Regions from separate parts of the Mus musculus genome. Here region 2 is linked to region 1. The links are chromatin contacts, called in public Hi-C maps. All regions are on one chromosome and are shown on one strand. Each heading gives the region's core, a stretch centred on a gene start, on an enhancer-like site or on the middle of the called end of the contact. The rest is flanking DNA. Distances are from core to core; before and after follow the strand shown. Region 1 has its middle 40 kb from the start of Slc35c1. Region 2 overlaps Syt13 (synaptotagmin XIII).

Region 1 (6,450 bases), core at 2,224-4,723:
GCTGATTCCCAGGGGCCTCTTCTCTCTCCCCCAGTGGCTAGAGATGGTACTGGTGGTGTTTCTTCTTCATTTAGTTAAGGAAATGGAGGCCAGAGAGGTTGGGAGATTTACCTAAGGCTCTCAGAGCCATCTCGAGGCTCAGCTGGAGGCAGAGACCCAAGCATCAGGACTTGGGAGGCTGAAGTCCCACTATCTTTAATGCAGGTCATACAAGCTGAGCACAGGCCCCTCTCCCCACCCCGTTTGATCACTGGGGTCTCTGGGTCCCCTTTTCTGGGCTTGTGGGGGCATCATCCCTGTGGTGCATAGTGTGTCCTTAGACCCACAGATCTGTCCCTCTAGGGAGAATTGTGGGGTCTTATAGGAAGCACTGCCTGCTAAGGGTGTGGGGCTTCCTGTCCCTGGTCTGTGCCTCCCGTTTTCTTTTCCTTTCTCCCTCGGGTCTCAGTGTCTCCACTTTCCTGTCCCTTCCCCTTTCCCAGCGTCAGGGCGGCAGTGTTTGGGGGAGATTATGCAGTGTTGACATTGGAATATGAATTAGACGAGAGCAGCAGCCAAATATTGGAATTAGGGAAAGCAGGAGGCAGGCAGAGATCCAAGAGCAGGCCGGGACATCTGTGTGGCGGCTGCTCCAGATGCCTGACCCCACCGCCCACCTGGAAGCTGCTGGTCCCCGAGCCACAGCAGGCTCTGCCTCAGCCAAGCTTTGGCTTGGCAACGAGGTGGCTGCTGCTCTGAGTCCTGAAAAAGCCTCACCAGGTAACTGTGCCAGGCCCAGGAGCGAGCAGTCCTGCTGCTGTGATCTGAGAGAGGACAGATGTGTTTGCCCTTTGCTGAGTTCACTTAAAGGGCTGCCTCCCGGTTCTCTTTTTGTATTCCTTCACTTTCCTCTGGCTTTGCCCCTTCCATTTCCCTTCTTCCTTCCCTCTTCCCTCTCCTTCCTTTCCCCTCTGCCATGTTAGAGATGAATCCCGGGTTCTGTGCAGGCCAGGTAAGCATTTCACCACTCAGCTAAATCCCTAGCTCCCAGTACCTATGCGTCAGGTCAGTTCTTGCCAAGGTATGTTGCACGGAACCCACTTTCTGCTAGCAGCCTTCTGGAAAGGGGGAGGGAGAGTGCTATGTGTATGTTTGGGAAGAGCCTTAAACAGGTCCACTGCAGGGATGCCTCCTTTCACAAGTAAATAGTCAGGGCAGTCCCTCTAAGAGGAAGAAGATCGGCTAGGGGTTCCCAAAGCTGGTGTGATAGGTGACCTTTTCCTCACTGGGTGTCTCTTTCAGATCAGTGTCCACAGAGCTGACTCTTCTTCTTTGAACTCACCTGATGGATACAGACAGCAGACAGGATGGCACGACCCTCTCTCTTCACCCCGGGTTCTTTCATTTGTAGGAAAATCACAATGTGCCATGTGGCCTTTCTTCACCTGTGTTCCAGGCCCCCGCACCCACAGCACACTGACAGCTCGGTGACATGTTCAAGATCAGCTCATAGAGCTGTAGGACAGGAAGACACTAGATTCCAGGGCTCCAGCTCTTGTGCCCAGGACCTCTGCCTATCCCAGGACGGCCTGGGTAGCTGACACTGGGTAAGGCAGCAGAAAGGCAGGTGCCAGAGGAAACTTGGATCGGCTCTCGAGGGCACCAAATGATCTCCACCTGCCTCTCTCAGTGCCCTATTCTGTCCCCAGCTTCTGTGCCCTAATTAGGCTGTGACTTCTGAGAGTGGTCCTGGCTTTCCGGACATCAAAGGCGCCATCTTCCTCTCCCCTCTTCTTCCCAAGGGGCTCCAGGCAGCAGCCTCGCCTTTGCTTCCAGCTCAGCTGGGATTGTTGCCATCGGGAGGCAAAAAGGTTCAGGTCTTGGAAGAACTGAGCCAAGCCCCACAAAAGATTCAGAGAGAAAGTAAAAGGCCGAGACCCTCCCTGGCCCCATCCTGTGAGGGTTTGGAGTCCCCTACCTAAAGGCTAAGGAAGTCCCCCCAGTTCTAACAATGTAAAGCCTATGCTTTCTCCAGCTGCACTTGCTGCCCTCTCCTCTCCTTACACCCACCTTAATCTGGCGTCTCCATCTTGTCTTTCTTGTAGGACTCTAGCTGCGTACCAAGGCCTATTCCTGCCCTGTGCTCCCCCACTCAAGGGCACTCAGAGGGACCTCTTAGGTCTTCACCTCTGCCTGTCTCCTCTGCATCAAGCCCAGGGCCATCTTGAACACACGGGGCCCCAAGCTTTCCAGCCTCTGCTCTTGCTATGTTTCCAGCCTTTCTGTCTTCTCCTTGGGATCAACACTGCAAGCTGCAGGGCCTCACCTCCTGCTGCCCCTTAGAGGCCCTGGCCCACACATCTCTGCTAAGTTCTGCTAAGGCTGGTGTCTCACCCCTGACCTACTCTATGTCCATTAGCCTACCTACCTCTCAATTTTAAATTCTAAACTCAAACACACTCTTTGCTCTGTCTGGACAGCTTAGCAGTAACCATGCACATGTCCATCTTTGATTACACTGGCCAATGGCACAGTTTCTGGGAGACTGCCACCATCTGGCCTTCCTCTACCCACATAGAGCTGTTCAATTAAAACACTCTGATGTTTGTTTACCTGAACTCCTCCTTCCTCTCCCCGCCCCTTCGTGTGTGTGTGTGTGTGTGTGTGTGTGTGTGTGTGTGTGTGTTGGGGGGATGCTCAGCTCTGGAGTACACTTGTGTGAAGGCCCGAGGAGGAGGCTGGGTGTCCCATTCTGTAATTCGCTACCTTATGCCTTTGAGTGTCTCATTGAATCTAGAGCTAAACTGGCAGCTGGCAAGCCAGCAATCCTCCTGTCTCTGCTTTCTCATCCAGCCACACCCAACCTTTTCACTTGGGTGCTGGGAATTCGAATCCAGACCCTCATGCTTAGCAGGCCTTGCATGTAAGTTCTTCCTCATTCTTTTTTTTTTTTTTTTAAGATTTTATTTATTATTATAAACAAGTGCACTGTAGCTGTCTTCAGATGCACCAGAAGAGGGTGTCAGATTTCATTACAGATGATTGTGAGCCACCGTGTGGTTGCTGGGATTTGAACTCAGGACCTTCAGAAGAGCAGTCAGTGCTCTTAACCGCTGAGCCATCTCTCCAGCCCCTTCTTCCTCATTCTTTGCTGCTGTAAATAGTAAAGCTGTGAGCCCAGTCCCTCGGAGCACTGCTGCAGGCAGAGTCGGCAATGGAATTGCCATGTTCATAACCAGATGATCTTCAGAAAACACTGGGCTGTTTCCACCCCACCTCACAGCAGTCCTGTCCACTGTGAGAACATGACAGAAGTCTTACCTGTCACAGTGCTCTGTGCACACAGTAGGCTCAGTCAAATGTTTGCTTAGTGTGTGTATGACTTGCAGATTCTGGCGATTTTCCTGGAAAAGCACACTAGCTTTTGAGTGTGAGTCTGAAGTCAGCTGTAAGACTGGACACCTTGACGGACGATGCTCCTCACATCCTTGGTTGTTCTCTGGGTCATGAAGAGCCCTGAAAGTCTGTCACTTTCTTTGTTAAGTTGGTGTGTGTGTGTGTGTGTGTGTGTGTGTGTGTGTGTGTGGTTTTTGTCTTCAAAGCTGGCCTTGAGGATCCAGGTTGCTATGGCAACCCTGGAGCAAGCCTTCCTTTCCTTCCATCTTGGGAGCCCTTGTTGCCATAACAACCACTGAGTCCACTCTTCTTTTCCCAACTGTGTGGAGGGGAGGAGACCCATGCAAAGGAGGCAGGACCATGCTCCTTCCCAGGCCCAAAGAGTCACTGCTATCTGGTAACCAGCAGGTGAAGAAAGTTCAGGGTTCAGGGGAGTGGGGTGTGTCCACGCTGTAGAGGGTGATGTAACTATTCTTCCTCAGCACACCCACTTTAGGTGGCAGAACAGGATCTGACCTGGCTCTGGGGATGCACAGCTTGAATGAATCAGAGCCCTGTGCCAAGGGCACTGTGGCTCTATGATAAATGCTCCCCATAGCCTCAGGCATTTGACTTCTTGGTCTCCAGTTGGTGGCACTGTCTGGGGAAGGTTTAGGAGGTGTGGCCTTGCTGGAGAAAGCATGTCATTGGGCGTGGGCTTTGAGAGTTTAAACACCTGGGACATTTCTAGTTTTTTCTCTCTGCTGCTTGTGGCTCAAGAAGTGAGCCCTTGGCTTCCCGCTTCTGCGGTCATGCTTGCTGCTTGCTTCCACACTCTCCTGAGATGAGGGACGCCATGCCCCTGGAACTGCAAGCCCAAATAAATCCCTTCTATAAGCATTTCCTTGTCATGGTGTTTTATCTCAGCAATAGAAAAGTAATTTAGGCCAGCCGTGGTGACACACGCCTTTAATCCCAGCACTCAGGAGGCAGAGGCAGGTATATCTGTGATAAGGCCAGCCTGGACTACAAAGCAAGTCCAGGATAGGCTAGAGAAAACATCATCATCATCATCAATGACAAAAGAAACGTAATCATTACACTACATAAAAGCAAGCAGAGTTTCCCATACCTGCTTGCTCCACCTTGGTGAGCTTCCTTTCTTCTTGCTTGTTGTCTGTACCAGAGTAGGCTCCTCCTACCCCCAGTCTCCATAAACCTGTCAGTCACAAGACCTGCTCATCCTGCCTCTAGCCTTTCACCTGGATGTCCCTTTGCATCGCAGGCATCTGTTGGGTTTGCCTCAGCCATCTCTCACTTGGAGACCACTGTCGTTTCCCTCAGGGGCTAGTGTTCCTTCTCTGTCCCTAGCCCATTGACCATGGCTGGAGACAGGTGACTCTGGTCACAGACTGCCTCCTTAAGCTCCCAGCTGGCTTCAGGGTCCAGGCTTCCATCCGTGGAACACTGTAAGAAGTTTGCTCATTTCTGCTTTGCCTGTGTTCACTCGGTTCCTTCTGCTCAGGTATGATTCTCTCACTTCCACAACTCGGTCCCTTCCTGTCCCTCTGAGCTTTCAGTCGTGGCCTTCCAAGCTGGTGGAAGACAGGGGTTTCCACTTGGTTCTCCTGCAAACTATGTTAGGGACACCAAGAGGGTCAGGGACCATCTGAATATCATCTTTGATGGAACTCAAAGCTCTCTCTATCCCTAAACCTCAAGCAGGCAAGGGAAGCTGTGCAGGCGAGCCACGTGGTGCATCCTTGGGGTTAGACCCTGCCTTTATTTAAAGTGAAGATTTGGGGCCCAGGAGGTAGCTCAATAAAGCACTTGCATAGCAAGTATAAGAACCAGACTGGATCTGAGCACCTCCTAAAAAACTGGGTGTAGTGACCGAAGCTTGTAATCCCAGCACCCAGGAGGTGGGAGTCTTTGAGTCTTGAGGGCTAGGCCTCCTAGCATAGCCAATGAGATCCAGGCCTTAACAGAGGCATTCACTTTTGAAGCCTTGAGAATGACATCTGAAGTTGTCCTCTGGCTCCCCCAACCCCCACAGCCAGCACACACACATACTCTCACACACTCACACCTAACATTCACATACCTGTATGCACCTGCCCACACCCAAGCATGTATGTGCAAGTACACATACTTATAAAAGGCTTCAGAGATGGATCGGTGGGAAAGAGCATTTTCTGAGCAGGCACGAGGACAATTCCAGGACTCTGACTGGTGCAGACAGGAAGACCATAGGGACTTTCTGCCTGCCAGCCTAGCTCTAGGTTCTGTGAGAGACCCTGTCTCAGAGTAATAAAGTAGAAAGCAATAGACCTGATGTCTTCCTGTGGACTCCTCACATGTACTGGAGCGCTATACATGTACATAACACACACACACACACACACACATCACACTTATACACACATACATTCTCACACAAACAAATATATGTAATAAATATATAATAAATATATAATATACAACAAACATATAACATTATATATATACACACATGTGTATTATATATATATATATATCTACATGCATAGTACACACATGTATAAATAGATACACATACAAACAGGGAGACAAAAAGAAGTTGGGTCAGAAATAGAGGTTCCAACAGAGAAGAAGAGAAAGCAAAGAATTCCTTGAATAATGGCTCAGGGAGAGCAGTCGGGCCTTGCCCAGGGCAGCAGGAAGCCAGGGGATCTAAGGGCCAGCGAATTTGTCCCCAGGAATATGAATGGATCTGGCAAATTATGGGACAAGTTTGGCCACGTGGAAAATGACAGAGCTTGGAGGATTTTGTCAATTGTCTAAATAAAATAAAATAAACAACCCCAAGCTGATGAACAGCAGTAATAACTGACAAGGAAAACAAAAAGATACAGGGCTGTGGTCTACCACTTGGCCTGGGAATAACCGTATTGAGGTTGTGACAAGAGTGAAAGATATCGTAAGCGTTTAGAAAATCTAGGGGGGGGGGTGGGGGTGAGTGAGATTGGGGATAGATGTGGGGGGAGGGGCTGTAGAGATGGCTCAGAGGCTCAGAGGTCCTGGGTTCAATTCCCAGCAACCACATGGTGGCTCACA
Region 2 (6,450 bases), core at 2,338-4,837, 450 kb after region 1:
CCTCAGGCCTCATTGATGGAGAATGGGCTCATTCAACCTCTCTCTCTCTCTCTCTCTCTCTCTCTCTCTCTCTCTCTCTTTCTCATATCAGCTCCCACAGTGAAGGGATCATCATCAGAGTCTTAGGAGGGTATGCAGGACACATCCACGCCATGACACTTTAGAAGCACACTGGTCAGCAGGGATGGACACAGTGACACATTAGTGACACAGAGCAGGGCGCTGAGTGGGAGACCCAGGTCCCTTTCCTGGTGAGGTTAAAGACCGAAGCCCATCAGAGTGGCCAAATGCTATAGCTTAGATCCTAACTGTCCCCAGAAGTGCATGCAGCTAACACTTGCTCCCCAATCCACTGATCTGTTTCTCTCACACTCATTTGTTCCCTGGCTATGATGTAATTGTTCTGCTGGGTCATGTGATTCCACCATGACATGCTGCCTAACAAAGCAATGTAACCGATGGTCCCATGGGCTAGCATTTCTGAAACTATGAAACCAAGTAAACCTTTTTACTCTCTAAGCTGGTACTCTAAGGTGTTTGTTACAGTGTCAGAAAACTGACTAACACAATCCACAGTGGGATGCATCCAAACCATCAAGGTCGAGAGTCGGAAGCAACATTCATGAGGCAGCAGCCGGGTGACTCAGATCGCAAGTGGCTGTGTGGTAAATATTTAAAATACAGAAATCCATGAGTCACACACAGCGTTGGTAGCTATCCTAACCAAAGCTCGTCAGGGACCTTGGCACCAATGGGGACGTCTCTGAATCTTGAGGTCGGAAGGAACCTGGAAAGTGCCTCCTCTTATCCTTACTATCCAAGGAACCCTCCCCCGCCCAGTTCCATGATGTCCCAATTTGAAATGCTTCTTCCCCACAAGACTGTTACATAGTGATGGAATGCTGTGGCAACCCCGTGGTCCTGCAGACACCCCAGGTCACCTGTGTTCTATAGCCCCATCTGGAGACCTATCTCCCCAAAGCCCGGGAAGTCCCAGGTCTGTCTTGTTTTGTTCCTGCCTGCAGCTGTCACCAGTGACCATGAAGGAGGCTGTGACTGTTACATCCAAGGCAGCGTGGCTGTCAAGACCGGCTCTGTGGAGGCACAGACAGCTCTGAAGAAGCGGCAGCTGCACACAACCTGGGAGGAGGGCCTGGCCCTGCCCCTGGGTGAGGAAGAGCTCCCCACAGCTACCCTGACACTCACCCTGCGCACCTGTGACCGCTTCTCCCGCCATAGTGTGATTGGGGAACTCCGCCTGGGCCTGGATGGAGCATCTGTACCCCTGGGGGCAGCACAGTGGGGTGAGCTGAAGACCACAGCAAAGGTAGGGAGCTTTCAGACCAGAGGCCTAGAGCTGGCTGGTAGAGCTTCAGAGGAGAAGGTTGAGATGATGAAACAAGACTCTAGAGACACTCTCAGCTCAGAGCAAAGGCAGCTTGGGCTCCCGGTCAGAGGCCGTAGGTAGCAGATTCGTAGCCCAGAACTTGGGGTTCCTGGCACCTGTTTGAGGACAGACCAGCCACCAGGGGCAGCATCATGGTGAGGGTGGCATCAGCTTTCATGCTATGACAGCCTCCCTCATCTAAATACAGCTTTGATTCTTATGTTCCTCTCCAGCTAGCCCTGCAGAGGTGAGCAGAGGAAGGAAGCACAGAGCCCCTCTGATCTCAGAGCATGCAGACCTGGGGACAAACTGATACAGATAGCTGCTGACAGCTGATCTGAGACAGGATTTAGATCCTGGGATGTCTAAGAAGAGCCTGTATGTGCTCTGATGGAATGTTCTGGAAGGTCTGTTAGGAAGGGGTGCTAATACTGAATGAGCTGTCTGGGCTCTGTGAAGAGCAGAGTACAATCAGTGGTCTGCACAGATGCTGGTCTGGGATAGTGTCCACTGTGGAGGCTGCTGAGACCTTGGGCTCCTTGGGGAATCAAGCCATGTCCCCTACCAACCAGGACAATAATGGCGTCAAGGCAGGTCAGGGATGGTGTGTCAGTCAGAATCAATCCACGAGCCTGCCACTGAGCAACCTTCAGGGAACTTCTGATAATGATAGCTTGTCTGTCAGTTTGCTGTTTTCCATCACTAAGATGTGTCCAACCTTTTGACACTGGGATATGATGTTGTCATTCGCCTGTCATGATTTACCATCAAGAACCGTGTATATGTATATAAATATCACAAAACAATCTCAAAATGCTTTACGTGAGTTTATGGTTTTGCATTGGGTGGCATTTATAGAAATCCTTATGTCACGAGGCTTCCTACAACCCATGGGTCACAGGCTGGACCAGTCTGGACCAGCTTGAAAGACCCACAAAGTTGCAAGCCTTTCCCATTACCTTTCTGGATAAAGCAAGTTGCCAATCTGCCCATTGGGACACTATTTCTGTGTGCCCCATCTAAGTGGCTTGGCTTAGGAAGTCATCTATCTGAATAGTAGTAATAGTATCAGCAGTAGTAGTAGTAGTCATGGTTGTCACCACCACCACCACCACCACCATCATCATCATCACTTCCAAACCAGACAGGTAAGGGCAACACTGTTACCACCCTCTCTGCACACATAGGGGAACTGAGGCTGACCTGATTAGAAATCCACACAGCATCAGCAGACCAGCGGGGCAGATAGCTCAGCCTCGACGGCATGTCCTTTCTCATCCTGGGTGCTTTTTCAAACTGCCCTGCACATGCCAGAGGAGGTGATGGACAGGCGTCTTTTCTATTCAAGCCTGGACTGTAGGAGGCAGAGCAGATTCCTCTCCTCTCCGGCTTCTCTTTGGCTCATCGTTTCTCCTGAGCCCTGTTTCTCTGTCTTTTCTCCGCTTGGAAAATTGAGAGGAAAAACCACAGCCACCCTTTGAGACCTGATGTCTCAAAGCCCACTTTCTAATGACTATGTGGTATGTGGAGTCACACACAGGGTCCCTGGTGGGAGAGAAGACATGTGGGCTTCTTAAACTAATAAGCTTATCCTCTCTGGAGCTTAGAAGGTCCCCCTACCAGGCTTGGGTGCTTTTGGAATGACCCCAGAAGGGCTGAAATCCACCTCACTGAGACAGAATCCTGAGTATCTTGCCTGTTGCTGTCTATCCCCTGGAAGACAATAATCGCTCATTCCTAAGCACCTCGCCCAACCCCTGCTGTGTCCCAGGCAGTAAGCCACAGCTGCAGCTGGAGCCCTGTCCTCAGGCTCATCCATCTTACTGTCATCACTTGCTGCAGCTGTCACTACTCCAGAGCTAGCCAGGAGCATCTCTTTCCCTCCGGGTAGTGGTGTGCAGGAGCCATTCAGCTCCTGGCCAGGTCAGGAACCCCACCCAGATGCAGACTGAGAGCTGATTTAAAGCTGATAAGAGAGTCTGCAGTCTCTGCAAACCAGATGTTTTTGTTTAGTTTTGTTCCTTTTTGGGCTTGAATGGGTTAACAGAGGCGGCAGCAATGCCCCAATTCCTGCCGGAAGACATTTAGCCAAAAGTGGCATGTGCGTCATTTGGGACAACGGAGCACCCCACTCTGAGGGCAGCCTGGAGTGATTCACTGAGCATCTAAGAGAAAAGGCGGTAGCGTGAGACAGGAAGAGGGAGGGGGGGAAGCCTCGTTTTTTTTTTTTTTTTCCTTTGTGGTGCTTTGAGACTAGGGCCAGGTGTGGCTGCAGTTCTCTTGTGTGATGACATCCACATGGCTGGTCCTGGTTTTCACTCTCACGTGCGTCAAGAGTGCAGACCTGCTGAGGGGTGGAGGGCAGAGGGCTCAGGCCTGGTCATTTTTAACAGTGGCCCAGGACAGCTGTGTCACTCTGATAGGTGACCTTGACGGCTCTGCTGCTCCCAGGCTATGTGTTTGTCACCTATCCCCAGACCTCACTGCCTCCACTGTGACATGAGAACAAGAGGACATTCACCTAGGAAGCTGGAGCAGTGACTGGGACTTAGAGCAGATTCCACGGGAGTCTCAGATTTGCTGTGTCATAGCTTCAGATTTGCTGTGTCATAGCTGCTGACCCAGGAGGTAGCTCCCACCTGGTTCTCCCAAGGAGAATGAGAACTTCAGTTCCCTTCCCAAGGTCACGGCCAAGATTAAGAGAGATGTCTGCAAAATTTCTGGCAAACATGTATTTTGTATCCAGTGCATGCCCAGTGCCAGGGCTGTGGAATGAACCTGCAGTCTGCGGGGACAGGCAACACAATTGGGTGGAGCAGAGTGTTCGTGTTTAATAGACCATGGCTGTCTGCTCTCTTGTCACACCAAGAGTCCCCGGCACTCCCAGATCAATTTGTCATGTGACTAGCTATCTATATCTAATTAAACTTCTACTGAAATCTCAAGGCCAAGGCCTTCCTCTGGGCATCTCAACAGACCGGGATAGACCACAAGCTGCCTCAAGGGTCCAATTAGCATGGACAGGAATGGAGGCAGAGCAGGAAAGCTTGTTTCCCCACTGCTTAAGAAAGCTGTCTGCCTTCCTGTCCTGAAGTAGCCCTGAGATGGCAGAGGCAGGATAATTGTGGGCACAAAGGTGTGGGTGAGGTTATCTCACTTCTCTATAGGGGTATTGCTACTGCTTTGGGGGTTCAGTTCCCATCATGAGGTAATGGCCTGCAGGTTCCCCAATTCTTAAAATTAGAAACAGAAGAGGAGAAAAATTAGAGGAGCAGAAGGGAAGCAATTAGGGTAGAGACCTGGATCCTCCCTCAAGGGCATAGGATAGTTTCTAAAGGATCCCCTGGGAAGAATGAGCTGTTGGGGTCATGGTAGAGACATTTGTCCTGGATGACAGGCATGCTCTGAGGCAGAGGGTGTGCTCAGAGCACACAGCAGGGCTCCACTATCCACAGCTGGGCTCCTGCCAGTTTGACTGAAGGAGGTAAAGGGCTCTGTGACCACTTACCAGTGACCTCAGTGTTTGGGTAGGGGATGGGCTCCCTGTGTCCTCTCACTGAGCCGAAAAAAAAGGACAAAATCTGGGGCCTAAAAGCTGTGCCACAGGTCAGGGAGGGCTTCATTCAAAAGACTTGGCAACAGCTCACACTCCTGAAGGAAGTTGATGGGGGGCACTGTAAATCAGTACATGGTGGTGGGGCTTGGGGGCGCTGGGGGTGGGGCTTGGGGACGCTGGGGGTGGGGCTTGGGGTGCTGGGGGTGGGGCTTGAGGGCACTGGGAGTGGGGCTTGGGGGCGCTTGGGGGTGGGGCTTGGGAGCGCTGGGGGTGGACAGAGACAGAGTGTCTCAAGCCTATTCTGACTATGACATGCCACTCAGCTGTTCTTGATGCCCAGCCTTGTGCTGATGTTGCTGGCTCCTGTTGGTAAATCCAGTCCCTCTTAAGCATTAGGACATGCCACTTCATTGGTGATACTAGCCTGCAAAGCTGGAGTTGTCTCTTCAAACAAAGACATGGACAACTTGGGTGGGCCTAAAGAAACGGCTCAGTACCGGGCGTTGGGAGGCAGAGGCAGGCGGATTTCTGAGTTCGGGGCCAGCCTGGTCTACAGAGCGAGCTCCAGGACAGCCAGGACTACACAGAGAAACCCTGTCGCAAAAAACAAAACAAAACAAAACAAAAACAAACAAACAAAAAAAAAACAAAAAGAAAAAAAAGAAAAAAAAAAGAAAAAAAAAGAAAAGAAAAGAAATGGCTCAGTGATGGAGAGCTCCAACCACTCCGAAAGAGGACACATGTGCCAGCATACATGTTTGGTGACTAACAGCCACCTGTAAGTCCTGTTTCAAGGGATCTGATGTCACCTGGTCTCTGAGGGCACCTGCATTCACACATGCACACCCCAGCACACAAATACACATAATTTAAAATAAAGAAAAACAAAGGGAGAAAAGCAATAACCCTACCCCCCCCAGGCGCCTGGTGGGTCCATGATATGACTCTCAAACTGGGTTTCCTAGGACCCTAGACATCTACCAAGGTATGTCCTGAGTCTAGGCAAAGGGTGCAAAAGGAGAGAGTCCCCCTGCTTTCTGCCCTCAATGTAGCATGAGAGGGGACTATTTTCTGCTTATAAGTTGGATTTAGAGAGAGAATGTGTGCCAGGGCATGGCGGCTCATGCCTAATCTTAGCACCTAAGAGGCAGAGGCAGGTGAATCCTTTACATTTGAGGCCAGCCTGATCTACATAATGAGTTCTGGTCCAGCTAGGGCTACATAGTGAGAACCTGTTTCAAATAAATACACATAGAGTGATGACATATGGTAGACCAAGTTCTCCTGTTGACATGCATGTCAGCCTCCTCCTCTGGGCCCTGCTGCCTTGTACAGTGGTAAATAAACGAACCTTCGGTGAGTGAACCCTGGGATGTCAACGGGGTATGAGGGCAGTGTGACTCTAGCCTTGGCTTCAGTTGATGGATCAGAAGGCAAGCACAAATGCAATCTCTACCTTTCTGTGTTCAGGAGCCATCTGCAGGGGCCGGGGAGGTCCTTCTGTCAA

What was found. Hi-C and Micro-C count contacts between places; a contact is called where the count stands out from the background.
Region 2: a Hi-C map of cerebral cortex shows a contact between it and region 1, with 2.6 times the contacts expected there. The contact joins two enhancer-like sites. A contact is called at or near these places in 5 of 484 Hi-C or Micro-C datasets (the HPC-7 cell line, cerebral cortex, embryonic stem cells and 1 more).

The regions. Positions count from the first base shown.
Region 1 is chr2:92,496,263-92,502,712 of GRCm38.p6, forward strand. No RefSeq gene overlaps it. Among named protein-coding and RNA genes, the nearest start is that of Slc35c1, 40 kb to the left of the region's middle. Within about 2 kb of position 3,474, at least 40 of the 459 cell types and tissues checked have an H3K27ac peak or open chromatin away from gene starts, as enhancers often do. A contact at or near this core is called in cerebral cortex and trophoblast stem cells, where this site is marked.
Region 2 is chr2:92,944,889-92,951,338 of GRCm38.p6, forward strand. It overlaps Syt13 (synaptotagmin XIII), which reads left to right. Exons shown (of 6, transcript NM_030725.4): 4 at 1,026-1,327; 5 at 6,414-6,450. Among named protein-coding and RNA genes, the nearest start is that of Gm13791, 28 kb to the left of the region's middle. Within about 2 kb of position 3,588, at least 109 of the 459 cell types and tissues checked have an H3K27ac peak or open chromatin away from gene starts, as enhancers often do. A contact at or near this core is called in cerebral cortex and trophoblast stem cells, where this site is marked.